Linked DNA regions of Mus musculus: regions 1, 2 and 4 are each linked to region 3. A link is a contact called in public promoter capture Hi-C data. All regions are on one chromosome and are shown on one strand. The core of a region is the stretch at or near the end of the contact, and the rest is flanking DNA. Distances in the headings are between cores, read along the strand shown. Region 1 holds the start of Ostf1 (osteoclast stimulating factor 1). Region 2 overlaps Ostf1 (osteoclast stimulating factor 1). Region 3 holds the start of Vps13a (vacuolar protein sorting 13A). Region 4 has its middle 63 kb from the start of Ostf1.

Region 1 (6,126 bases), core at 906-3,405, 1.9 Mb before region 3:
TTGAGCAAGTTGTCATGCTTCATATATGTGCTAGAGGGTTTTTGTTTCATTGTTTTAGAGGCCTTTCATGCGGGTCAGCCTAGCCTTAAAGTCTTAAAGAACAATCATATACTGCACCTCTGGTCTCTACTCTCTGCCACAGAGTGGTGGGATTGCAGGTGTGTGTCTGTACACCTGGCTTGCAGCAGAGATGTTGTGAAGCACACACAACTCAGAGCCAAGACAAACTGTACATCTTAATGTCTCTGGAGAGACCACCTTTTGGACCTTTCAGAGTCTTGAAGTCAGGGTATCCTGTCAGCTTGAATCCTGTGGGATATTTATGCAGTGTCTTCTTGGCCGCTAGTATCCTTTCCACAGAGAGGGAGAAGAACAAGATGGGAGAGGAGCAAACCTTAAATGAGCCATTTATCTTTTTCACACTTACTTATCATTCTTATTTGTTATATTATTTATCTGTTGAGACAGAATCTCACTATGCAGAGTCCAGGCTGGTCAGGAACTTGCCACACAGCCACGGCTGCCTCTGTGGCAAAGCTACCTTCCTAAAAGTACTGGGATCATAGGCAAGCCTCGCCAAGACTGGCTCATACGCAGAATTGTTTAAAACTATCTTTGATTTAATCCCAGTGAAATGTTAAATCTTCTTCATAGTTGGCTTATGTTTATATTCAATCTATTCCACTCTGAACAGAGACTTCTAAAGCACAGAATGATTCCCAGGAGGATGGGAAGAGTCAGCAGGCGGCAAGAACTCCACCATCAATCAAATCTGAGAAACACAAGAGCAAACACACATGCTCTTCAGATGACTTCAAGGCCCAGGTTTCAGGACTTCCGTGAGGTTCAGGCTACAGTTATCTGGATACGCTCCCATGAATAGGACTAATTTCAACTTTGAACCCTTTTGGTAAGCAGAAATCCCCCACAGGTAGAGTTCCTGGTAAGCAAGGCCTGGGGGCATAGCCATGACCAAGCTCCTGCTAACCTTTGCCCCTTGAAGTTTCAGTCACTTTTTTCCCCGTAAATTAACCTTCAATAGACATGTTGAAGGTCCATTTTGTGGAGGTTCTTTTTTAAAAAGTTGCTTTCTTACATTTGTATCTAGGTTGCGGTGCATGTGTGTGGGCAGGTGCATGCCATGGTTCACCACAGAACACATGCTCAGGTCATAGGTCTCCTGGGAGTTCTCTTTCCAAAGTGTGGGTGCTAGAGGCTGAACTCTGCTCATCAGGTTTGGCAGCAGGGGCAGCTGGACCATTGTGCTGACCCTGTAGTTTCTTACATAACCAGTATTTTCATTTTTATTACCCCTAATATACAATAGGCATATAATATTGACTGTGACATTGTGAGTTTACTTATGTGTGAACATAAACTCTCGTGTTGGGCAACTTGTATAAAGTACCAGCCAGTAGTATAGTTTTGACTTCGCGGGTAACTATTCAACTCTGAAATTGTAATAAGAAAGCCAATGCATAAGCAAACGAGCATGCTGTGTTCTAATAAAATTTTATGGTCACGGAAATCTAAGTTTCCCCTAACTTTCGTGTGCCACAAAATACTATGCTTTTGTCTCAGCTATTTAAAAAACGCCAAAAGCACTGTTAGAAGTCTTTATAAAAGCCAGGCAGCAAGTGGGTTGGAGTTTGTTAACCAGATGCTGTAGAAAAAGCTGTCCTGTCCCGTGGGGGATCAAGACCCGATTCTCCAGCTAGCAAATGTGGGGTCTCCTACAGCTAGCAGTGTCTAGTTGCTTTTTAGGAGCATCTAAGTCCCACCGCGGTTTCCCTAGACACGATCAGGTTCCTGGTACATACAGCGAAGGAGACTCTTGAAGATTCCCAGGCCTCGCCGTGTGTACGCAGCAGGCAGTGGGTACTCACCGAAGCGGGTTCGAATCCTTCCCAGCAGGGTCGCAGAGCAAGCTTCAAGAGCGTTTCATGCCTACCACTGCCCGGTGCTCACCTAGGCAGCGAAGTCCACTGCGCTTTCATAGCCTCCCCTACGCAGGGCCTGAGGGCGTGGCTACTGTAAAGCTCCTCCCCCAAGAGAAAGGCGGGGCTCCGGCGTGCCGGAGCAGGCTGGACCTCTGAGGTTCGGCCGGGCTCCCCGCCGCAGCCAATCAGCAGCCGGCGAGGCGCGGCCACTTCCTGGTGGGAAGGCCGGGCTGTCTGCGGAGCTCGCTGGTCCGAGTGTCCCGCATCGGGTTGCGCGCGGATCCGGAGCGGCCGCGGCCAGCGCAGGCTTGGCGCCCAGTTCTCGTGTGCGTGTGGGGCTCCCGCGGCTGAGCCTGGTCGCTCCGTGTAGCGCCATGTCCAAGCCACCTCCCAAACCGGTCAAACCAGGTAAGAGTGGTGTGCGCTGCGCGTGCGGGTCTCCAGGCTGCGGGACCCGGTGCTCGAGTTCCCGAGGAGCGTCCTCGGACTCTGTCCACACGGCTCGCCAGGACGTTCTAGCGGTGTGGTGGCAGCACCTCGGTCGCGGCCACTTCCTCATATTTCGCCCTGTCGCTGTCAAGTTGGAGTTCTTGACCGGCAGGCGAACGGGAAGTGCGCTGCGGCTGGGTGGGGTTTGCGCCCGGGCTGGAGCGGGCCAGGGACCCGAGGTCTCCCGGGAGCTTTGGAGAGCTGCTCGGGCGCTGCCAGCGGGACAGCCGGGCTGCAACCCTCTCGGCTCCTAGCTTTAGGCAGTGTCGCTCTGTCATGCATCCTAGTGTTTTTGCTTAGGGTGACTCTCGCGAACTAAACTGGAGAGAGTACGAAGTTCCTCAAAGCAGTTTTCTTGACCGCCCTTCCTGGTTCACTTTTAAAAACGTTGTTCTTAGAGTGTTTTCTGTGATATGGAGAAACGAGACTAAATAAACTCGTGGGAATTTTCATTTGGATAGGGAATTGACAGGGATCGTAAAAAAATGGGAGATGAATGTTTGATGAATTCCCAGACCCCTTTTCCTAATCTCCTGCAGCTTTGGTATTACAAAGGCTGAAAGCCATTTACATCAACTTTTATAGCTGCTTATGCTGCTGCTTCAGTGATTTTTTTTTTTTTTTTTTTTTGCCCTTGAGGTTGTTTTATTGGTTTTGCTTTGCTTGTTTGTTTGTTTTACTAAAGTGACAGTCACTTCAACTTCAATAATTATCCAGTTTCCTTCTTTTGTGGCAGCATCAAGCCCCTGACTTTGAAAATAATGCACACATATTTGTGAAACAGGCATTCGCTGTCGACGTAAATTCTGTAGGGCCGGAATATGAAGGAAGTGGCTCAGACTGGCTTTGGCCTGAGCAGAGGCTGGGCGGGTGCTGGTTGAGGCTGCCCTCGACGTGAAATCTGAGAAGTTTGCAATTTGCAATTTAGATGCGGATGTATGAGGTGGCAGTTTTGTAAACTCTGCTGTAAGTCAGTAAGTACCTCGAGGGTCCAACTAAGCTGAGTTCTTTGATGGCTGAACAAAGCTCTTGATTTTGAAGAATGTGCCGAGAATCGGTTCGTGAAGTTTTTCATTCCCCCAGACACAGTAAAAGTGAAGTCAGTGTTGAGTCTGTGAGTGTTGGCAGGAGCCTGCCCCTGTGTACGTGATTGTGAACTTGTGTGTTCATGCACCCTTGGGTGTGGTTTAGGACCCAGCCTGTTACTAAGTCGAGGTTTGCTCTGGGAACCAGTTTTGTTGTTTACATCTCTGCCTTTTCCTCTCCAGCAAACCAGAAAACACATGGCTAAACATTTTTACTATTTAGAGAGAACTTTGACTTCACTTTGGATTTATAAGTGAGGCCCAAACATAGAGTTGCCATGAAAGTCGGTTTATTTACCTAGTAATGGATAATGAGAAATATTAGTGTCAGTAGGACTTAAGCTTTGTGCTTGCTTACTTGAAAACAGAAAGTTTTATTTTCATACTGTCCCACATGTACTGTGTGCTAGGCGCTTGTCTAGTCACACATACGTGTTTGAATTCATTCACTTCTCAGTAACCTACCAGGTCAGTAACTGTTTTTTTATTCCCAGTGTCCAGGGGGAGTAGGCACAACAAGTTAACTCATCTCCTCTCAGCAATGGGGTGGTGATGTATGGGTCATAGAGGAGTGCAACTCAGATGTTTGACTCCAGGATTTGTGCTTTGCTCCTGTGTGAGGAGCCCTGAATATTTTACAACTGGATAGGAATCTCAAAGAACCAGGTTTCTGGCCCCCAGCCAGACTGCTTTATGCACAGCCATGCTGAACACCCCTGGTTAGGGTACAGCAGGTGTACTGTGCTTTCTTCCCTTGGCAAGTCACGGGGATGAAGGTCTCCAAAGAAGCTGGGCATTCCTGAGACTATATCTAAGTTTTAATTTGTCACTTGCTGCTTTGTTTACACCCTCTCTCTTCTCCAAAATATTTCTAAACATTCAAATTATCAGAGAGAGTTGGGGGAGAGGGAGAAGACAAAGGCTTGGGGCAGAGAGGGAAGAATAGTAAAAAAGGAAAAGAAAAGTAAGCTGGTATACAGGTCCTAGGCTCCTGTAGAGTTACCGAAAAGGGGAGGTCCTGTGATTCTCTGCCTCATGCAGACAGATGAAAGACCACCAGCAAGGCCTGCAGTGCTCAGGAAACTAACATGTGCTGTTTCTAATGGCACTGAGATCTGAGACAGAAATTCCCACAGACTCTCTTCCTGTGTTAGGCAGGTTTTCTGTAGCAGTGGAGTAAGACCACATTGCTCCTAATTTAAAGGGCAACACTGAGAAGACAGGAGCCAGATGGAGAGGCAGAGAAGGGCAGAGGACTTACTGTAAGAGTCTAGAGGCATGGCTTACTTAGTTGTTTGTTTGTTTGTTTTCTGTTGCAATTTAAAAGATCAAGGATTTCATTTGCCGCACAGTGCGTGAGTGTACTCTACCACAGCAGGAAACTTCTGGATACAGCAAGCCACATGACCTCTGCAGTCCAGGAGAGAGAAGGATGTATGCTCCCACTCAGATAGCATCCTCCTTTTTATCCAGATGGAGTACTCAAACCAGGATGGTGCGGCCCTTGTTTAGGATCAGTGTTTACAACTCAGTTAACCTAATCAATGTAATCCCTCCAGGCATTTTTCCCCCAATTTTTTATTATGTATTTTCTTCATTTACATTTCAAATGCTATCCTGAAAGTCCCCTATACCCCACCCCTACCCTGCTCCCCTACCCACCCACTCCCACTTCTTGGCCCTGGTGTTCCCCTGTACTGGGGCATATAAAGTTTGCAAGACCAAGGGGCCTCTCTTCCCAATGATGGCCAACTAGGCCATCTTCTGCTACGTATACAGCTAGAGACACGAGCTCTGGGGATACCAAAATACCCATGGAAGGAGTTACAGAGACAAAGTTTGGAGCTGAGACGAAAGGATGGACCATCCAGAGACTGCCCCACCCGGGGATCCATCCCATAATCAGCCACCAAAAGCAGACACTATTGCATATGCCAGCAAGATTTTGCTGAAAGGACCCTGACATAGCTGTCTCTTGTTAGGCTATGCCAAGTGCCTGGCAAACACAGAAGTGGATGCTCACAGTCATCTATTGGATGGAATACAGGGCCCCCAATGGAGGAGCTAGAGAAAGTACCCAAGGTGCTGAAGGGGTCTGCAACCCTATAGGTGGAACAATAATATGAACTAACCCCTCCATGCATTCTTTTTTTTTTTTTTGGTTTGGTTTTTCGAGACAGGGTTTCTCTGTGTAGCCCTGGCTGTCCTGGAACTCACTTTGTAAACCAGGCTGGCCTCGAACTCAGAAATCCACCTGCCTCTGCCTCCCGAGTGCTGGGATTAAAGGCGTGGGCCACCACGCCCGGCTTCCCTCCAGGCATTCTTAAAGGCTGACTTACTCTAGATGATCCTCATGGGTAAATCTGGACGCTTGTCCCCTGTGTGGTTCCATAGCCTATGTCAGTGTGAAGCGTCACAGATAGCAAGGGACATTAAACAACAAAGCAATGATGCATCTTTCAGGCTAAGCAGCCTGCACCCAACAAGGGGCCATTGGTGGTAGGAGGCAGCCCAGGCAAATTCTGGTAGATCTTGAAAGGAGAGACCTCTCCCCCATTTCCCCTCCCCACAACAAGAGTTGGGGGAGAAGGGGAGCATTCAGAATTGCCCTG
Region 2 (7,018 bases), core at 2,810-5,309, 1.8 Mb before region 3:
ATCTATCACATTTTAATTCTGCATTAGGCAGATTCTTAGGACAGGGACAGACTACAGTCAATATACATATATACATACATACACATACATATATATATATATATATATATATATATATATATATATATACACATACACACACACACACACACACACACACACACACACACACATATATATATATATATATATATATATATATATATATATATATATATTACACACATATATACACACACACATATATATTACAGGGATGGCTTCCAGCCTAGCACTGTGGAAGTCCTTGCAATGCCTCTGCTGTCTGTGCTGCTGTCCCCCAGGTCCCCATGAGGATGGTTCTTTAGGCTCTGCTTATAGCATTCAACTGCTTTCAAGTCTAACATGCCAAAGTCCTTCTAAAATCATGGTCAGATTCTTCACAGCAATAGCCCATTCTCTGGCACCAACTTCTAGGCCAGCAGACATAAGAACAGGAAGTAAAACTTTCCTTAATGTTGAGTAGTACGATTCCCTAGTCTATCCCCTGTTCCTGGACTCTTGAGTTCGGACTGTAGGAGAAAAAGTACTGTGTGTTGGATGCTGATTCAAAGCATATATGCCTACCCAGAACAGTTATTAGGTTTAAATGGAAGTAATGCATACAAGATTAGGCCCAAGCAGGTCCTGAGGGCAAAAGCAAGCTACATTAAGACGTTTCCCAAATGACTATGGTTTAACTCTTGTTATAACACCTTCCATTCCCAGGCATGCACTGATGGCTTCATGGAGGATGCCCTAGGACCCGCTGGCTGAGGAAGTGAAGTCTAGGGCTTGGTTTATTGATGCTTCTGTGCTATATGAAGGCAGAAATGGACAGCTGCAGTGTTACAACCCACTTTTGGGGACATAATCCAAGCCATTACCACCTTTGGTGCTGTAATTGTGTCTTTAAAAGGCCATTTTACCGCCACCATCCTATCAAGCCATTTGTTTCAGGATGGTGGGGAACATGGTAAGCCTAGGGGATTCCGTGAGCACACATTCTCTATAGCAGTTCTTTGACCATGGTCAGAAGCAATACTGTGTGAGAGAAAATGATAAGGCATTCTGTAAGACCACTGATGGTAGTTTTTTGCAGATGCAGCAACAAAGGCAAATCTGTAACCAGAATTAGATTTTATTCCAGAAATGTCAAAGGAATGTCTTTCCACAAAGAAAGTATAATTGGCATGCTGTCATGTCACTGGATGGTCATCCCCAGGACTGGTGCCGTGTCTTATCGGAGGCCCATTGTTGGCCTCCCATGTGAGTAGATCCAACACTCAGAGCAGCTGCAGCCAGGTCAGCCTTGGCAAGTCGAAGTCCATGTTATCAAGCCTCTGTAGAGCCTCCATGTCTGCCACCATAGGCGCTTTGTTCATGGACCCACTGGGAAATGACCAGGGAAGAGATGGCTGGGGAAAGAGGCTGAATGTCCACAGAATGGGTTGTCCTAACCATGACTATTAGCTCCAATGCTGAAGTCATCTTTTGATGAGCACTTACATGAGGCAGAAGTGCCTTCATACCCTTTGTCCATTTGGAGCGCTTTGTCCACATAGATCTTCTTTAAATGCCTTTCTCACCAATTTTTCTGTCATGCTCTTTGCAAGTCTCTGACCATCCAGCCAAACCATTGGCTACAGTTCAGGAATCAGTAAACAGTCAAATGTCTGGTCATTTATCCTTACAAGCAAAATGTAAGGCCCAAAATTCTGCCCACTGTGAAGGTTTTCCTTGACCACAATGTCTTCCATGGTTGTCACAGAAAGGGGATTTTAACTCTGAAACTGTCCACTTCTGGGTGGCACCTTCATATATCACAGAAGCATCAATAAACCAAGCCAAGTATATATTACTTCCATTTGAAAATGGATTCCTGCTGTGCACCACTACATTATGAATTAGTGGGTCAGATAATATTCAGCTTGGTGTCCTGTGGTGTGTGTGTGTGTGTGTGTGTGTGTGTGTGTGTGTGTGAGATCTCCCCATCCCGTCAAGTTTCTCCTGACTGTTCAGTAGCAGGTTAAGAGCTGTCTTTCAAAGGGAGAGAAGTCAGCAGACAATGATAGATCCTTGTTTCAAAAGCCCCTGAGTATCTGCTATGATTTTTCCACAGTGGTCTGCTTAAGGCTACAGACATCAGGTCCCTATCTGCCACTGGCACCTCAAGTACTGTCAGCTCTGCTCAATCATATGGTCCAAGTGGTACTGCAGCCAGGACCTATTGAAGAGCTTTCTCCTATTCCAGGTCCCACTTAAAGATAGTGTCTTTCTGAGTGACTTGGTATATGGGACAGAGAAACAAATCCAAGTGAGGAATGTTCTGCCTCTAAAATTCAAATAGGCCCTCTAAGCATTGTGCTTCTTTCTTGGTAGCAGGAGGGTTGGGTACAACCACTTATCCTTAACCTTAGAAAGACGATCTCTGCATATCCCATACTACTAGACTAGTAGTTTTACTGAGGTAGAACACCCTCAACTTTGGTTGTATTTATTTCCTATCCTCTGATACACATACATGTTACCAACAAGTAAACCCAAGGTTTGAGTATATCAACAGTATAGGTGTATTGCTGGCCTTGCCAATTGAAAGCAAATTACTTCTTGTGGTCCTTAATGGACAGATATGTAAAAAACAAAAAAAGTATTTGCTAGATAAATACCCGCATAACAAGCATCAGGAAATGTATTAATGTATTTAGGTAAGGGGATTACATCTGGAATAGCAGCTGCAATTGAGAATTACTACTTGATTAAGTTCTTGCTGGTCAGCTCCATGATGTAGCCATCTGTCATCTGCATGGGCCACATAGAGAGATGCGGTGGCAAGGATCAGGAGATGTAGCCTTCGCAGACTGATTACGTTTACTAAGCAACGTGCACTGAAGTCTTCTCCACCTTTTCATGACTTGTTAACTTCCTTCTATTGATAATAGTATCCCATTTTCTGACCACGTCTTTCTAGACCAGTCAATTGTTGTAGCTTGCAGGATTCATAGTTGGGCACGTTTGGACTACTTTTCCTCCCTAGTAGCTCGGATAGAGCCTTCCAGCACTGTGAAAGCTAGCATGTAGGATGGATGGACCTTCCAGGTCAACACCAGCTTGATTTTGCAATGTTCTATGACTTAAGCATGTGGTGTGTTAGTAATAAGGCCTCACTACCAAGTTCTGGATGATAAACTAGAGCACTGGGGATAGCCAGTAGATATAATATTCGAGAGTCTCAGGGGGCCTCACTGGCTATTCTGGCCAATTTTATGTCAACTTGACACAAACCAGAGTCATATGGAAAGATGGGCCATCAATGGAAAAATTTCACCCACCAGAGTGGCCTGTGGGCAAGCCTGTGGTACATTTTCATGACTGATGGTGGATGTGGAAAGCTCCAGTTAGCTCACTATGGGTGCTGCCTCCCCTGGGCTGGTGGTACTGGGAGCTATAAGAAAGGCAGAGAGCAAGAGGTGGAGAGCAAGCCACTAAGGAGCATTCTTCTATAGCCACCACATCAGCCTCTGCCAAGTTCCTGCCCTGCTTGAGTTCCCACCCTGATTGCCTTTCATGAAGGACTATGATGTGAAAGTATAAAAGAAATTAACTTGTGACGCCAAGTTGCTTATCATGGTCATAGTGTTTTATCCCATCAATAGAAACCCTAACTAAGACACTCACTAGTCAGCAAGTCCAAAAGAAGTAAAGAACACTTGGCACATGGCATTTTATTTGTTAGCTTCCAGTGCCTAGTTGAGGCATTGATTTTATAGGGTAATTCTGTCTTCATTGTTTTTGTGTATGGGTGGGTATATGCCAGTTGAATTCAGGTATGTGAAGCTCTGCCAGCTCTTCACTAACAACAAACAAGATCGATTTGACATGTTTTGCTCACTTTTACAAGTCCTGAGTTATCTAAATGTTGTTTCAGGGCTCCAGAGGAGCAAAGACAAATACTGGAAAAGCCCATGCTTCCCTTCCCTGCCCGGGAAAGACCAGCTCCCCTCCTTTCACCCTTCCACGACCTTGACCTTCACGCTTTGAAGTCTAGGGCCAGCCTTCCTCCAGAGGAAAAGACAACACTGCTGTTGATGATAGTCTCCTCCTCTCTAGGGGATAAGGGGGTTAGTGAGAAAAGGGAAGGGCAAGGCTGGAAATAAGACCTCAGAAACAGTGGCTATGGCCGCGGTGGTGGTGGTGATGGTGGTTAGAACTGCTTAATTCAGAATCTTCCTGCAGAGCCATCTGAATGCTAGATCATTTCAGACTCAACCTACATTTAAGACAAAGGTTATGTTGGGCCTTTTTTTTGGGGGGGGGAGCCCTTCATTCTTATGGATCCCAATTTCAGACCATTTCCACAGTCTCTTAGCTTCCTGCTCTCTCTGTTGTATGTAACAATACTTGGTGAGAGAATGAGCAGAGAGCCTTAGAAAGCTTTGTTGCATGTCCAAGAGCATAGCTCTTTGACATCTGTGAGTCTGCCTTCCTTAAGTAAAATTGGATCAGTAAACTTGATCACCGTGTGTTCTTGATCTGTTGTTAGATGTCTGTCAGGACGTCAGCAAGAAACAGAGCTTCGGTTTCATCCCCTAGACACTGCTGTAAGCCCGAAGTCTACAGAACACAGTCCAGAGATAACTCTGTGTGCCAAGAGGACCAGCGGATTGCATATTAGTATTAATTGTTCTAACAACAGAATATTTAGGCCCATTAGCCTGCAATTGTGAGAAATCTCCTGGTTTTGTGATTCCTTGGCCTTTGGATGTTTCTGTTAAACTCTTTCATTTCTAGTTACTTCGATTTTGAGAATTCCAGCCCTGAGCCTTTAGAACATGGAGTGAAAAGGATAGATAAAAGGCAACGCCCAGTATTAAGCAGTAGTAAGTAGGGGTCTGTGATGAACTGTCTTGGTATTTTACCGCTGGAATGCTGCTTTGTGTGTCTGGCTAATCTCCTTCAGTATTTAGCATCAAAATGGAAAGAACTGGAACTATGCAAATTGGTGGTTTGTATCTTGTTTACAAGAGTATCCACCAGTCGTCCCTCCTTAGACTATCTCTGAAGGGAACTGGAAAGCTCTAGCCTGGATGTTGGTCACGAGAGGACTGCTTCCTTTGTGACTTCTCTCTGGAAAGTTTGAGGTAACTGAGATGACAATCTGAACCATCTGAGAACGATCACCTCAGCCTGGAGCCTTTCTCAGGCAGCCCCGCCTCCTTCCCCTGCCCTCCTTGTTTCTGCACCAACTCTCACGGTATAGAGCTTGCTGTGTAGAGCCCTCTGGATCTACACGGTAGGGTTAAAGGTGGTGTTTCCTTTCTCCATAAATCAGGGGTGGGAGGTATGGATAGTCCCCAAACAAGCAAACTAACAACAACAAGAAAAAAAAAAATTACATCTATTTGTTTGCAGGAACCTTACCCACTGAGCTATCTTCCCAGCCCTGCTTACTTTTTGAGACAGGGCTTCACTCTGGTACAGGCTGGCCTGGATGTTACTGTGTGTGTAGCCCAGGGTGGTCTCACACTCCGGGCAGCCCTGTCTTAGCCTCGGAATGCTATCTAGCCTTGCAGGTGTGAGCTAGTGTACTTGAGAGAGGTTTTCTGTTACACTCATCAAGTCCCGGGAGACTCTGAGATGCTTTTCCACGGTAGGACATTTACAGGAAAGAGACTGATTTCCTCCCCTGCTCGGAATGATACGGTATGGCCGCAGTTTTCACACGTTATAAATGTTCTATAAACATTCAGTGCAGTGAATGGAAACAGCAGTGTAAATTAGAATGTGAAGGGCCCCATAAATGGTGCAGTTGTTCAAGGTATGTGTGTGAACCTGGGCGTGCAGGTGTGTTTTCATGTGTGTATGTGAAGGCCAGAGGTCAATGCTGGGTGTGTTCCTCAGTTGCGCTCCACTTTATTTATTGAGACAGGGTCTCTCACCAAACTTGGAGCTCCCTGCTTTGGCTACACTGTCTGGCCAGTTAGCTCCAGGGATTTGTGTGTCTCTTCCTCTCTGGTACTGTCCTGAGACTGGAGAAACAAGCCACCACACCCAGCTGTTTTACATGAGTGCTAGGAATGAACCTAGATTCTCAAGTTTTCATGGCAGGAACTCTGCTGACTGAGCCATGAATCTAGCCCCGATATTTTCCTCCTCATTTTGCCACTTGATGGGCATGTAGACTGACTCCCTAACGGTTAGCATTCCTTTTTAATGGTTCCAACATGCTGATGAATCAGGGTTGACTTAACATAGTTCTCTCCTAATGGACGTTAGACTCATTCCCATTTTCTCTAGTCTTACATTCTTGAATATACCAGTTACCAGCCATGTGTGGTAGGTAGTTCACTGTGGGTCATGTTACCACCAGGGACCATGTTGATGTCCTTGGCCTGTGCTGCCACCGAAGACTGTGATGGTGTCTGTGCTGCTGCCAGAGGCCTTGTTGAGGTTCATGGTCTATCCATGGCTGGAAGCTGTGAATGTCTGTGGTCTGATCTCCCACTAGAGGCCACATTGATGTCTGTGGTCCATGTTACCACTGACGGCCGGGTGGATGTCTGTGGTCTATGCTGCCGCCTGAAGCCATGTTGGTATCCATGGGCTGGCCAAGCTGTCACTGGGGATCATACTGGTGTCTGTGGCTTCTGTTGCTCCAGAAGCCATGTGGATGTCTGTGGCCTGTGGTCCTGGGGTTATGATGGTGTCTGCAGTTGGTATTGCCACCAGAGACCATGCTGAGGTCTGTGGCACATGCTGACACTGGAGACCAGTTGGATATTGTGTTCTATGCTATAACCAGAAACCATGTGGAAGTCCATGAGCTGTGCTCTTGCTGTGCAAAGGGCAAGGAAGGTTCTTTTGCAGTGGTATCAATGACTACATTCTCACAGTTGAGAAAGAGGGACATAGAAGGGTTCTGTGACAACCATTACCCACTTACCCCCTAGAAGAAGTAGCAGCCATTGAAGGGAACTCTTAAAAATTGTGTTAAGGGTGC
Region 3 (6,747 bases), core at 2,652-5,151:
GAGGAGTTCTAGACATTTGTAGATATTGCTTAATAACTGATCTTTGAACTAAATCTTCCCATCAAAACACATTAACAGTATTCATTAGGTTCAAATATATCAATAGCACTGTTTATAATTATGAATTTATTTTTATGGCTGACATTGCACATGAATTCCGTATAAAGGACAAAAGCTACTTCCACGTGCTGTAGACTTTTCCCCCTTAAATTATCACCGAGGAAGGAACATGAACAGGGAAAGGAAATTGAGATTTCTGTCAATATTCAAAAGTGCAAGTCAGCAGAGAGTTCATTTCTGAAAGATCTCTCATCCGGATAAATTAATATTGACGCAGATGTGGAGGCTGGTTAGAGCGAATGAACAAGGTTAGTCAGGATCGATCGTGCGTTCAGTTCACAGTGGGCTACTGAACATTGTGCTCTTTGCTACCAGACAATCAGAATGAGTTTTGGTACTTCCGATGGATGGCTTATCTTCCTCACTCTTCATTGACCCACTTCAGTTGCCTTCACTTTTTTTTTTTTTTTTTGATAAATGTCTTGGCTTATAATTGCTAGTTTGCATGGACATTGTTTGCTTAGATTTTGCAGACATGATCTAACTTTTTCAGAGAGGCTATAGCATTTCACATTCTCATTTTTAGTATATGAATGACCCTGGTTCTCAATAGTTTCACCAGCATTTGGAGATCATAACTATTTTTAAAAGCTTTACTGCTGGGTTAAATAAGGGAAAAATTCACATGTATGACTGCAGCTCTGATTTCCTTTCCCCAGCTGTTAGTGCTGTTGAACAAGATTTATCTTTGCATTTATGTGTTGCTCAGATCAAGTTTTTAGGCAGACTTTTGAGCGTTCAAATCCAATTCCATATGAGTTGCCCAGTGAGGTTTGGACTGTGTCTGTGTATGTCTTCATCTTCAAAAAAAAAATGCATAGAAAATAGACACTGTCAAAAGCCTTATCATCTAGAGATAGCTGTGGTTAACATTTGGTGAATATATTCCCAGACTTTTGTATATTCTGTACAGTCAAAATTAGCTGACAATTCACAACAATTTAGTCCTTTCTCCCAAGATAAGAGCGATAACCTCTCATTTTATAAATCTTTGTTTTCATTTTAATTCCTGCATTGTTAACCTAGTGTATGCATGTATATGTTAATTTGCCTAGCTTCTCTACTAATGAATATTTAAGTTTGCTTCTTTAAGCAAAGGTTTAATAAATGTTCTTATAAGAATAGGTTTTAATTTTTAAAAATTCTTTTCTTAGCTTAAATCTCTGGAAGGATTGCTAAGGCAAAATTCATACACTTACATACATGTAAGTATGTATACACTAACATATGCACACACAGATGGATCAGCTTGTTGGAACTTACAGGCTGGCATTTACAAAGATTGTGTTTACTTATATTACCATCAATATTGGCTGTAAGATTCTTTAAGAATTTTCTCCTTTGCTTGTCCTTCCAACAAGCTTTGTTTTCTTTCATTTAAAAATAGAAGCAATAAGTCAAAACAAGTTATTATTATTATTATTATTGAGAAATATGTGAATATTCTCAAATATGATGAATCAGGAAGTCCAATTTCGTTTTTGACTTTGGAAAAATTCCTAATACCTCAGTGTCCCTGAGATCATGAAGTTGACTTAGAAACTCCATAAAGGCCCTTCAAAAGAAAAACTATGTGAAACTATGTCAAATAAGCCAGGTGTGGTGACAATAGCCTTTATTCCCAGCATTTGAGAGGTAGAGGCAGGAACATACATCTCCACGAGTTTGAGGTCAACTCCATGTACAGAGTTCAGGAAGATGTGTCTCAGAACAATCACACAACATGCAGCAAACATCCTCAGACCTTGCTGTGACTGTCCTCCTAGCCAGGTGTCCTCCATCTTGTTCAGCTGTAGCCCCTTGTAAAAGGCTTGTCTCAGCTGGTGGAGGAGCGTACCTTGCTGTACTATCACCTGTGGTATGTGACTGTGCTTGAATTGCACATGGCCTCAGGGAGGGACTAGAACGGTGGTTCTCAACTTTCTTATTGCTGAGACCCTTTAACACAGTTCCTCATGTAATGGTGACTCCTAACCATAAAGTTATTTTTGTTGCTACTTCACAACTCTAATCTTGCCACTGCTATGAATTGTAATACAAATATCTTTCTTTTTCCAATGGTCTTAGACGACCCCTGTGAAAGGCTTATTCAGGACCCTTGTGGATACCCACAGTTTGAGGACTGACAAACTGGGGTTGTGGATGGGGAAGACTAGAAGAGTGGGTTCTGTCTATGAAGCTACAATGGAGAAGCCTTCATCCCTGTTGGGTAAGTACTTCCCACACCCACACTCCCATAACGAAGTCCTCAGATATGCTCTTTAAGGAAGCCCAACAAACTCATTGGTTCTCCAACGTGAACTTTGATGGAATCATATCTGCGTTTGTCCTTGGGGACCATAGGAGAAGCAGTCCAGTGTTTTATATCTTCTCTGGGATCAAATTTTAGAATAGGCTCAAGAGACGACACTGCCTAATAGCATTTGCTTCAGAGGACCTGAACTCCGTTGCCAGCACCCACCCACATGGAGGCTCACAACCTCCTGTAACGCCAATAACCAGAGAGCTATTCCTGAGGGTACCAGGTACGGATGTAGAAAACACTTATACACACACACAAATGAAATTTAAAATTGTGCTAAATAAAAACTCATTAAAAAAAACCAACATGGATGAAGGTTTAGAATCTTGATAGAAAAATCCATGAAAACAGAAGGGGTCCTATTTGGGAAGAAGGAATCAGTCAATAGGACAAGAAAGAGTCATGGGTAATAAACGACCAAAATATACACATTTATCAAGATGTTATAATGAAACCCATTATTTTGTAAAATATATGCTAATATATTCTTTAAAAGCTTAAAAAAGTTTACACTATTTTTGCTCTTTTTTTTTTCTGAAATAAATTTGAGATACTTGATGACTATGCACAAAATACACTCAGTGCCAAATCAGGATGTGCCTTGCGAAGAGAAAGTTGAAAGTGTACTGCTGCCTCTGAAATCCTCAGAGGATTAATGTCGGTTCTGTAAGTTGCACCTCTGTCTTGTGACCTCAGGACTTTGGGACCAATTTTCTCTAAGTCCAAGCGTGGAGCGGAGACACTACTTATTTTAGCTTGGCCACTAAGGCTCAGAGGTGTCTTTCTTGGTTCTTGGCAGGCTCTCTGCTGTCTCCGGACTGACTCAAACGTGCTACTCTTTAACATGACTGGCGGCTTTCACATAAATGATTTGACCGGAAAAAGGTGCCAAGAGCAGTTGCACATTAAGAACTTGGAATTTATCTCCCAACTTTACTCTCCCTCGCCCCTCCTCAGCACAGATTAGTAGCTGAGGAAGTAAGGGAAGGCAACTGAAGGGCCAGTTCGCATCCTTGCCAGGAGAAGGGAGAACGTCAGGAAGTACCCAAGCACCAAGGCTGGCCGAACCTCACAACTGGTAATAATGGGGGAAAAGCGTCCTGGGAAACTGCCTCAGGAAACTTCCCGCAACCTCGCACCAAGCTGTACACTCTCCACTCTTTGGATCCCGCGATCTTAGTTTTCTCTTTCGGAAGCGGCGTTCCTGTCGGTTATCATCACGCCCCGCCTCCTAGAGAAAGTTCGCTGCGGGTAAAAAGGAGAATCATTCCGGGGCGGGGTCTCCAGCGCTCGACTGGTGTTCTGTTGCTAAGCGACGGATAGGAGGCGCGGCCGGCGGGAGAGGCCCGGCGGTCCGCTCGCGGGCAAGGGCGGGCCCGCGGCTGCGCAGCCGCCGTCCTTCACTCTCGCTCCCGGCCGCGCCTCCAGTTCCGCGTCGGTCACGCCCCCACGCGCAGCCCGAGCTGCGCACGCGTGGTGCGAGCGGCTACCTTCCTTCTGTGGGGCTCGCGGTCGGGTTGAGGGGACCCGGCAGCACCCGCACCGTAGCTGGAGCGGGCCGGGAGCCGGTAAGCCGAGCCGTCTCGAGGGAGGAGCAGCCCGGGTAGTGCCGCGGTGCCCTCCGCGGCAGAGAGGAAAAAAAATGGTATTCGAGTCGGTGGTCGTGGAAGTGTTGAACCGGTTCCTGGGAGACTATGTGGTGAACCTGGACGAGTCCCAGCTCTCCCTGGGCATTTGGAAAGGTAACGGGGTCGCCGCTCCAGGGTCGCGGGAGACGGCGGCGCGGTTTCTCGTGGCTTCGGTCCTTGGCCAGCCCGGCGCCGCCACCTGCAGCTGCCCGCCTCGCCCTTCAAGTTATGTAAAGCGGGGCGGCGGTTCCCGGGCGGGCGGGCGGGCGGCGCGAGCCGTGAGGTTGGGGGAGGCGCTGGCTGAAGCCTCGCGTCCCGGTGGGGCCGGGTGCTGGTGACCCTTGGCCTCCGCTGGGCAAGGGAGGCATCCCTGGCAGTTTGGCCCCGGGCTGTCAGGAAGGCTCCGGCGAGCCCACGGGGAGTCGCACGCCGACTTGCACGTGAAGACCAGGCGCCGTCCGCGAAGACACCCTTCGTCCCTTCCCTGCCCCACTTCACCGTGCTTTCTAGGCGAGTTCCGGTCCGGCCACTGAACTTGGACTTGGGTGTTGCTTAGCTGGGACAGGCAAATGACAGGGGGAATAAAAGGAAAGGAAAGCCCCTTTCAGAGTATCTCAGAGTTACTTAGGTTTTCAGGTCGCAGCCTGACCAGGTGGGAATGTGGGTGTTTGTAAGACCTGAGTTTTTTGTTTTTTTAAAGAACGAAAAGAAAATGCAGGAAAACAGACGGTCAAAATGTAATTTGGGCTTTCCGTTTCTCGGACCTGACGAAGACGTGATGAGCACTCCTCTCTGTTGCTTAGATGGGAAGGGCTGCATCTACCCCTTCACTGCAATGATTTACCTAATACAGTGTCTTATTTTTAGTGTTTCCATCTGTATTGCATTAGACTCTTGTTTATTTTAAGTAGCTATTAGCAAGTAGAGGCCTTTTTTGAAATGAACGTTCCAGGCCAAAGTTAGGGTTAATTATTTGTGTAAATAGTGTGTGCATTCTCTGATAATGTACTTACTTAAAACTTTCTAAAAGTTCTCGTTTATCTTGAGCCTTCTCATTTTTGAAATAATGAAAACAAGTAATTTAGTTTTATTAAACAAACAAGCCCTCAATGTAGCTAGGTACCTTCTTCCACGATAACGTGGGCAATTGATCTGTAAGAGCTAGCACAGCCTCTTTGAGATCAGGTACTTGCAAGTTGCTTAGTCTGCGCTGCTTCTCAGTTGCAGAGTGAGGATAACAAAACTCTGTAGCTCAGAAAAAAAGCCTGGAAGAATATCTGAGCTGGTACCTGGAGAGATGGCTCAGTGGTGAAAAGCGCTGGCTACCTTTCCAGATGACTTGGATCCAAGCCTGGTGTCCACATGACAGCTTACAATCATCTGTCCCAGGGCATCTGCCTTTCTCTTCTGGCTCTAGGGGCCACTGCACACAAGCGTGTAGTGCACAGACATACACACAGGCAAAACACTCATACATACAGATGAAAACAATAAAATGAACAAGAAAACGTTACTTGAACAGTGGTTTGATTTGTAGTGAAATGTTTTGTACATTTAAGGTGCAGGCTGTGTAAACTATAATTCACCAAATTTATGTATTTAAAGTTTACCTAGAATAAAGTTGAGTCTTGTGAATAGTTTTGTTTTAATAAACCTTAAGAATGTTTCAACTATCTCAATAATGATACAAAAAGATTATAAGCCTAGGAAATTCCCACTTCTTTTCTTTGTAATTGATTCTTCCTCGAGTGGCAGTTACTTATCTGTTCACAGTCTGCTGGTTTGCTTTTATTTTTAAGAGTGTTATAAACTGAATCCTTTGGCTTTGTAGCTTTTTTCTTTTTGAGATCCAGTTTCACTATGTAGCCCAGGCTGGCCTGGAACTTAGAATCTTCTTGCTTTGGTTCCTGAGTGCTGGGGTTAAAGGCCTGTGCCATCACACTCAGCTTCTGTGTAGCGGCTTGAGTCAGGCTTCTTAACAGAATGCAGAGAAGTCGTCCATGCGTCATTCACGTCCTGCATACATCACCTTGTCCTGCTCAGAAGCACGGGAATGGCAGGACAAGGTGATGTATGCAGGACGTTAGGGCTTGTTATAGACACAGGTTTGCCATCTTTGCAGTATTTCCTTTTTGGCAGTTAAAGGGCAAGGTGCATCAGGTGTTAGTGTGAACATAAATTATTTCTTTGGAGTAAATGCCTAGCAGTGGGATTGTGAGTGGTAAGTAAATATGTAACTTTATGAGAAGTGAAATGATAGGATTTGGTTAAAGTCTGATTGTGTCTCCTAAAAGTTCTATGTTGGAAGCTTAGCCCCTAGTCTGGCACTGATAAGAGGTGCTGGATCTTTTAGATGTAGGCCTAACAAGGCACAGTGGCCTCTCACCTTAGCTTTCAGTTTCTTTTTGTGAGCTTTCTCTCTGTCTCTGTGTGTGTATCTCTCTGTCTCTGTCTCTCTCTGTCTCTCTCTCGTGTGTGTGTGTGTGTGTGTGTGTGTGTGTGTGTGATCTTCACCATAGCTGCTGCTATGCTGTTTGAATTTTCAGCCTGCAAAACTGAGCCAAATGTATTACTTTGTCTATAAGAACCAGTCTCGAGCATTTTATTATGGTCCCCCCTCCCCCATGAATCCACCCCTCAAACTTAACTAATACACCTTGACACTGATGTCTGAAATGGCTCTGTTATGTTGCACCA
Region 4 (6,882 bases), core at 2,552-5,051, 1.8 Mb before region 3:
CATGTTGGGCAGTTAGGAGCATCTGTACTCAACGCTGCCTGCTGCAAAAAGAAGCTTCTCCGACCAGAAGTGAGAGCAGCACACGTTTATGGGTATAAACATAAATGTTTATCAGGCTGTTTGACAACACGTGATTTCCCTGACATGTTGCCTGGCCTCATCAAGCTTCTTTATGGCACCTTTGTACAAACTTCAGTGGCTCCATAACTCTTGTATTCATCAAACCTACAAAATGAATACTTATGGATCTCTGCTGGCCCAGAACAAACTCTTATTTCTCCTTAATAGCACTAATCGCGTTAACATTTACAGCCATGTAGTCCATATCTGTCACGTCTTCAACTTTGTAAGGGCCTACATTCCTTTCCCCACCAAACGGAGTGGTGGGGTTTTTAACGTCTGTCCTAGTTAGGGTTTCTGATGCTGTGAAGGAACACCGTGACTGAAGCAACTTGGAGGGGACACTTCCATGTCACTGTTCATCATCAAAGGAAGTCAGGACAGGAACCTGGAAGCAGGAGCTGATGTAGAGGCCATGGACGGATGCTGCTTACTGCCTTGCTCAAGATGGCTGGCTCAGTCTGTTTTCTTATAAAACCCAGGACATCAGCCCAGGGATGGCACCACCCACAGTTTTCTGGGCTCTTCCACATAAATCACTAATTAAGAAAATTCCCCACAGGCTTTCCTACAGCCAGATCTTATGGAGACATTTTCTATTTGTTTGTTTGTTTGTTTATTTATTTATTTATTTATTATATGTAAGTACACTGTAGCTGTCTTCGGAGACATTTTCTTTCTTTCTATTTATTTATTTATTTATTTATTTATTTATTATATGTAAGTACACTGTAGCTGTCTTCAGACACACCAGAAGAGGGCATCAGATTTCACTACGGATGGTTATGAGCCACCATGTGGTTGCTGAGATTTGAACTCACGACCTTTGGAAGAACAGTCAGCGCTCTTAACCGCTGAGCCATCTCACCAGCCCATGGAGACAGTTTCTTAATCCAAGTGTCTTCCTCTCGCATGACCGTAGCTTGTGTCAACTTGACATAAATCTAGGCAGAACTCCCTTCTGTCCTGTCGTCTGCTCTTCCTCACTGTAAATCTGGGTAAGCAGAATGCGCGGTAGCCAAAGCTAAGCTAAGCTGCCTTGAAATTTTGTCTACCAAGTAAGTTACCCATTAGTTTGCAATTTAGCATCACTCCAATTTTTTGAGCCCAGGCTGGATGTAATTTGTTTTAAGCAAGCAACAGTGTGATGCAGCAGGAGGGGCTGCCTTGGCAGGCTCATGCTGGAGCACCCTCACTAACCCCCCCCCCCCCATGTCCTCCCCCTGCCCCATGTATCAACCATATGATAGGTCTAGTATAAAAATGAGTTTATTTGGCACGTGGCAAGGGGGTCTGGGGAAGGGAGTAGAGGCAGAGAAAGAAAGATGCAGAGAAGGATAGAAATAAAGAGAAGAGAGAAAGCTGTTGGGAAAGAGAGAGAGAGAGCAAGCTTTTATATGTGAGCCAGGTTGGTATCTAGTTGTTGCTAGGTAACTGTTGGGCTGAGCCTAGAGGAAATGTTAACAGTGCAGTCAGTTTTTTTTTTTTTTTTGTCAGAATTTATTTTGTTTTTGTTTTTTTGTTTTGTTTTGTTTTGTTTGTTTGTCTCTTTGAAACGAGATTTCTCAGTGTCGCCTTGGCTGTCCTAGAACTTGCTCTGAAGACCAGGCTGACCTTGAACTCAAGATCCACTTGCCTCTGCCTCCTGAGTGCTGGGATTAAAGGCATGTGCCACTACTTTCCAGCCATCATTTCAATTCTTGATACAGTCCTTGCTGTGAAACTTTCTGAGCACAGGATTAATATCTGCATCCCTTCCTGTTAGTATTCTAATCTTTCAATTGCCCACTAAAGCCACCCATTAAGCTCTTCTTAATATCACTAGTGAGTCTCTAGCCCGCAACTCAAAATTGTCCCACATTCTTCTACAAACCATTTCTAAAGCCCCGAAAATCACAGGGTATGATATATCACAGCAACAACACTGTTTCTTTCAGGCTACCATTTTTTTTATTTATTAATTTTAGTTTTGCTCTTCCTCCCAATTCCTCCCATAACCACCTTCTTCCACCTCTCCCCAACTTTGTGTCCTCTTGTCAAAACAACTATAATCCAATTTGTGCTGCACATATAAACTCCTGGGTGTGGGACAATCCATTTTAATATGGGTGACCTAGTAGGGGCCACACCCTGAAAGAAAACCAACTTTTCTCCAGAAGCCAAGGACTGTGGGTAGATTGTCAGGTGAGGAGTAGAGACCTGTGAACTCTTTCTGCTATGCTAGAATAGTGACTTAGTTGATCTTGGGCAAGCAACTAGAGCTGACCTGAGTTCATGAGTACAGTTGTTCTGTTGTGTCTAGAGAACAGTTAAACTATGGTCCTTTCCAATCTCTACCTCTTATTTTCTTTGATTCTCTGATGCCAATTTAAGACACAAAACTGCCTGGTGTTCTTCTGTCTTCTTTCTGGTAAGAGCCAGTGGTCGCAATAGTTCAGAGAATGGTGGCTAGTGTAGTAAACACTTCAGAAGTGGGGCTGGATTTTAGACAGGCCCAAATTACCATTTCACTTGGGAAAAGTAGAGATTAATTCTTACTCTCTTGAGTCTCTGATGACTTTCGGGACATGCTTCACTGGTAGACAGCAATGATGTGGGCCTCTGGGAACTAGGGCTATGTTATATGAAGTCAGCCAGCTTCTGCTCAGGTCTCTTGGAACCTAGTAGGCAGGGAACCAGAGTAGCCCCCTGGGGAGGACACCAGCCTGTAGCTGAAAGCTGTTGGTCATCTCCCTCTGACAGCTAGGACAAGCATGTCCTAAGTCCAGAAGGGAGCCATCTTGGATTCAGATCCTTCAACCCTTGAGAAATCACCTTAGCTGATACTTGAAGTGGTGTGAATACTCAGGCAATCTTTTACTGTAATCTTGATCTGCAAAACCGTGAGTGAAATAAAATTGCCATATTTAAGCCACCAACTCTTATGGTTATTTGATATCTGTTATGTGTGTCACATAACTACATTTCCCATGCTACTTAATTCTCACAATAACCCTAGGAGTGATGTGCTATTATGTCATTTTGATGGTAATGAACTTGACCCAAAGGTGTTAATTTGCCCAAATGACTAGCTAGCCAGGGTGATGGGAACTGAGTCAAGCTTTGATTGTAGCTCACATCAAACTTTTGAGCTAAGCTGCAAATCAATTGTACTATTTGAGTTTCAGTTTACACAAAAATACAAACTTGCCAAAGGTCATGAGTCTTTCAGAAGTCAGATTGCCTGTTTTTAATCTTCAGATCACAGAGTTTTATAAACCACTGAGACATTTTGGAGATACCCAGCGTGTAAGCTGTCCCCCCTTTCCCTGTATTAATGGAATGGTTACTGGTCTCTGATAGCCACTCAGATCACTTGAGTAACGCACAGAGACGTTTTAAGAGGTAAGAAATGAAACAGAAGCCACAAGTTGCACAACTGCCCCCAGAAGCCATCCTGGCTGTCAAGACTGCCTAAGCCCAAAGGATCTGCATTTGCAGCATAAGCTTTTAGCACCAGCTTATTTACCTTTAGTTCAAGACAAATGCTCAAATGCTTTCTAGTAATTGCAAAGGACTCTTACCACTTAGAGATACGATTCTCGACTGTCCGGCTTTCCTCCTTCTCATACAATTCTGATGTCTCTACATAGACCTTGCCCCTTTCCTTTTGCCCGAAATCCACACTTTGGCAAACCTCCATGCCCCTTAGCACCCTCCCCTAGTGACCTTAGTTGAGACATGTCATCGTTCTCATGAGTGTGAGTCCCATGCTCCAGGAAGCCAATACACCAGCCCCGTTTTTTGGTCACAGCTGCCTTCTATTTGGTGGGTGGAATTTAATGGTGGGAAAAAGCAAGGCATAACAATGAGACATTACACTGAAGGTTTGCCTAGTTTTCTGGGGCATGATTTTTCATAGCTCAGAGGCTGTGAAAATGAGGCCACATTGTTTGCTCTTCAGACTGGCAGTGGCTGCGGTCCCAGTATGCTAGCACATGTCTCTTCTCTGTGAATGTGTACTCCAGTTATTCTTCTGCATGACCACCTGTGGGGCAATGGGCTATGCACAGAGAGCCTGGTCTCCAGTTGAGCATAGGTCTTGAACCCCCGGTGGGATTGGTGGGTGGTAATTTCCACCTACATGGGACAGAAGGCATTCAATCAAGTCTCCTGGACCCCTGGCTCCTGTCAAAGTTACTGTCCCCACAGCCCCCACAGGAGAGGCGCGTGGTTATCTGTCACGTAGACAATGTCCCAAGCTTGTGGCATTCTGGCTAGACTCCTCCCCACAGTTACCTAACAACAGGAAGATAGCCCAGCCTACTATAAGAGAGACTGCTTGGCCCCACCTCTCTCTCTCTTTAAGCTTTCACCTTTCTTATTCTCTAGCTCTCTTTCTCTTTCCCTTCTCCCCTCTCTCCATGTGGCCATGCCCGGTCTCTCTCTCTCTTTCTACCTTCTCTCTTTTCCCCTGCCTTTCTACAAAAAAGCTCTAAAACCATAGACTAGCTCTGATCATGAAGGCCCACCATGCTTGAACAATGGGATAGGCTTTCTCCTAACGAGCTGCGTATAAGTGCCCGCCAGAAGGCCTTCCTACGCTGCAGCCATGGACTGGACTAAGGACTCTCGCCTGAGTGGGAACCATCCAGCGCCCCCCCTCTCCCCCTGCCCTCTCCTGTCTTCCTCCCTGGGTGGAGTGCCACCCCTGCGTCCACCGCCGAGAGCACCAGAACTCTGATGGGACACGGGTTCTTACCCACTTCCCTCTTTCTCTTACCCACGGCCCCTTAACCACCTTTCTCTTTCTTTTGAGGAAAGCAGTAAACTGTACTTGGCCTCACCACAATGGCTTCTACTTAAATTAATCATTTTTTTCAAGGTTCTGTTTCCAAATATGTATTGATAGTTGGGATTTTAAAATATGACTGGGTTACAGGGAAGGCACGGTTCTGCCCTTACCAAGGTTTGTGGATAACTGAGACTTTTTCAGATGAGTATACTGACTTGAGTTAGCAAGTATCAGATGACTCTATTTTAGCCCTTGAGGTTCTCTGTAATTATGGCTATTCAGGTGAGTGTAGACTAAACATTGGTTAAGCCTTTGCCAGATAGAGGGTGGGAGCAACACAACAGGTGAATCTTCCTAGCAGCCTGGAAGCCAGTCCTGGCTGCCTTTGAATGAAAACATAGAACTCTCAGCTTTTCCAGTCCCACATCTGCCTGGATACTGCCTAGGTATGTGGCCTAGAGACTGTTTCTGTGATATTTTGCTGAAGAACATGGCTGATTTTTGTCATTGTTAGAATAGTCTGCCTGAGGCTAAGGAGAAATGATTTAGATTAATTGCACTGATAAAGGAAGTCCCAAAACAGCCTGGTACAAATTCTGTTGTGTGGTTATTAAGGTTCACTTTTATGAAGAGTGTTTTAATGAAAAGGAGCACACTGAGAAAGGAAAATATAAAATGTATGGTAATAAAGGGGCACCAGGAAGTGAAATGAAGCTGAATCCTATGTTCAAGGAGATAAACAAATTAAGAGAGGGCTGACTTTGGGGCAAGAGCCCAACCAGCTAACCTTAGGTCCAAGCATGGTGGTACACACCTTTAATCCCAGGAGAGAGAGGCAAGCAGACCTCTTGAGTTCAAAGCCAGCCTGTGAAGAGCAAATTCGAAGTAGAGAAAAAGCTTAAGTCCAGGCCTAGTGGTACAAACCTTTGACCTCAGCATTCAGTAGACAGAGCCATGCAGCTCTGTGAGTTCAAGGTCAACAGAGAAAGTTCCAGGATAGCCAAGGTTAGTTAGTGAAGGAGTTGGAAAACAGAAAGCAAGGGTACCATGTTTCAGTCCCAGCAAGCAGTAGAACGCTGCAACTTTGGCCATGTGGCTCTGGCTTTAGAGTCAAGAATAGAAGGGTCTACTAGGACAATTCATGCTGGTGAGCTGGAGCTAAGAAATTAGCAGTGATTAAGAGAGTAAATGTATTTTGTAGTATGCCATGGCCCCCATAGACTTGTTTAAACAAGTCAGAGTGGAACATAGTGGTTTGAATATGCTTGGCCCAGGGAGTGGCACTATTTGGAGGTGTGGCCTTGTTGGAAGTTTGTCACTGTGCATGTGGGCTTTAAAACCCTCTTCCTAGCTGCCTAGAGGCTAGTCTTCTCCCGTTTGCCTTTGGATGAAGATGTAGAACTCTCAGCTCCTCCAGCCTCACATTGGCTTGGACACTGCTGTGCTGCCTCCTTGATAATAATGGACTGGAACTCTGAACCTGTAAGCCAGCCCGGACTAAATGTTGTGCTTAGAAGAGTTGCCTTTGTCTTGGTGTCTCTTCACAACAGTAAAATCCTAACTATGACAGTGTGTATGTGTGTGTGTGTGTGTGTGTGTGTAGTGAGACAGAAAGTGAAGACAGAGGGAGCAAAGAGACCACCTGAGAACCAAGAGGACCAAGAGACCAAGAGAGCATGGAGACAGAATGGATGAATTATATAGGAGTCAGGGAAGGGAAGACTGAGAGAAGGGAAGGCTGGAAATGTTTAGGGTAGCATGTGTGACATGAGGTACATCAGCTAGGATCACTCTGTAAGAGGTACTCACCATTCTGAGAACCAGGCAGCAGCATCTGATTTTTTTTTTCTTGCCCCCAAGTTCACTTGTAAAAACAGCATAGGACACTGGCCATCTGCAAATAGTGTGTAGGAAGCTGTGTCACAGCAGTCTTTCTGTCTTCACATTGGCAGGAGCCTTTTCTATGGGGCCTTCACAGAGGCCTGAGC

What was found. Promoter capture Hi-C pulls out the DNA fragments that hold promoters and counts their contacts.
Region 1: a contact with region 3 is called in a promoter capture Hi-C map of pre-B cells, with 6 times the contacts expected there. A contact is called at or near these places in 6 of 39 promoter capture datasets (the 3T3-L1 cell line, cranial neural crest, hippocampal neurons and 3 more), 4 of 484 Hi-C or Micro-C datasets (B cells, CD4 T cells, muscle stem cells and 1 more), 4 of 130 datasets of targeted methods (astrocytes, bone marrow-derived dendritic cells, large pre-B cells and 1 more) and 2 of 9 other capture datasets (adipose tissue and liver).
Region 2: a contact with region 3 is called in a promoter capture Hi-C map of liver, with 4 times the contacts expected there. A contact is called at or near these places in 1 of 39 promoter capture datasets (liver) and 2 of 130 datasets of targeted methods (large pre-B cells and microglia).
Region 4: a contact with region 3 is called in a promoter capture Hi-C map of liver, with 3 times the contacts expected there. A contact is called at or near these places in 7 of 39 promoter capture datasets (the 3T3-L1 cell line, hippocampal neurons, liver and 3 more) and 1 of 130 datasets of targeted methods (microglia).

What each region holds. Positions count from the first base shown.
Region 1 is chr19:18,627,842-18,633,967 of GRCm38.p6, reverse strand. Ostf1 (osteoclast stimulating factor 1) reads left to right here and starts at 2,155. Exons shown (of 10, transcript NM_017375.3): 1 at 2,155-2,348. The coding sequence starts at 2,315. Nmrk1 (nicotinamide riboside kinase 1) reads right to left here and starts at 1,952. Exons shown (of 9, transcript NM_145497.2): 1 at 1,887-1,952.
Region 2 is chr19:18,606,207-18,613,224 of GRCm38.p6, reverse strand. The region is part of intron 1 of Ostf1 (osteoclast stimulating factor 1); the gene reads left to right. Among named protein-coding and RNA genes, the nearest start is that of Ostf1, 22 kb to the left of the region's middle.
Region 3 is chr19:16,778,087-16,784,833 of GRCm38.p6, reverse strand. Vps13a (vacuolar protein sorting 13A) reads left to right here and starts at 3,901. Exons shown (of 72, transcript NM_173028.4): 1 at 3,901-4,164. The coding sequence starts at 4,065.
Region 4 is chr19:18,565,615-18,572,496 of GRCm38.p6, reverse strand. It overlaps the pseudogene Rpl29-ps6. Among named protein-coding and RNA genes, the nearest start is that of Ostf1, 63 kb to the left of the region's middle.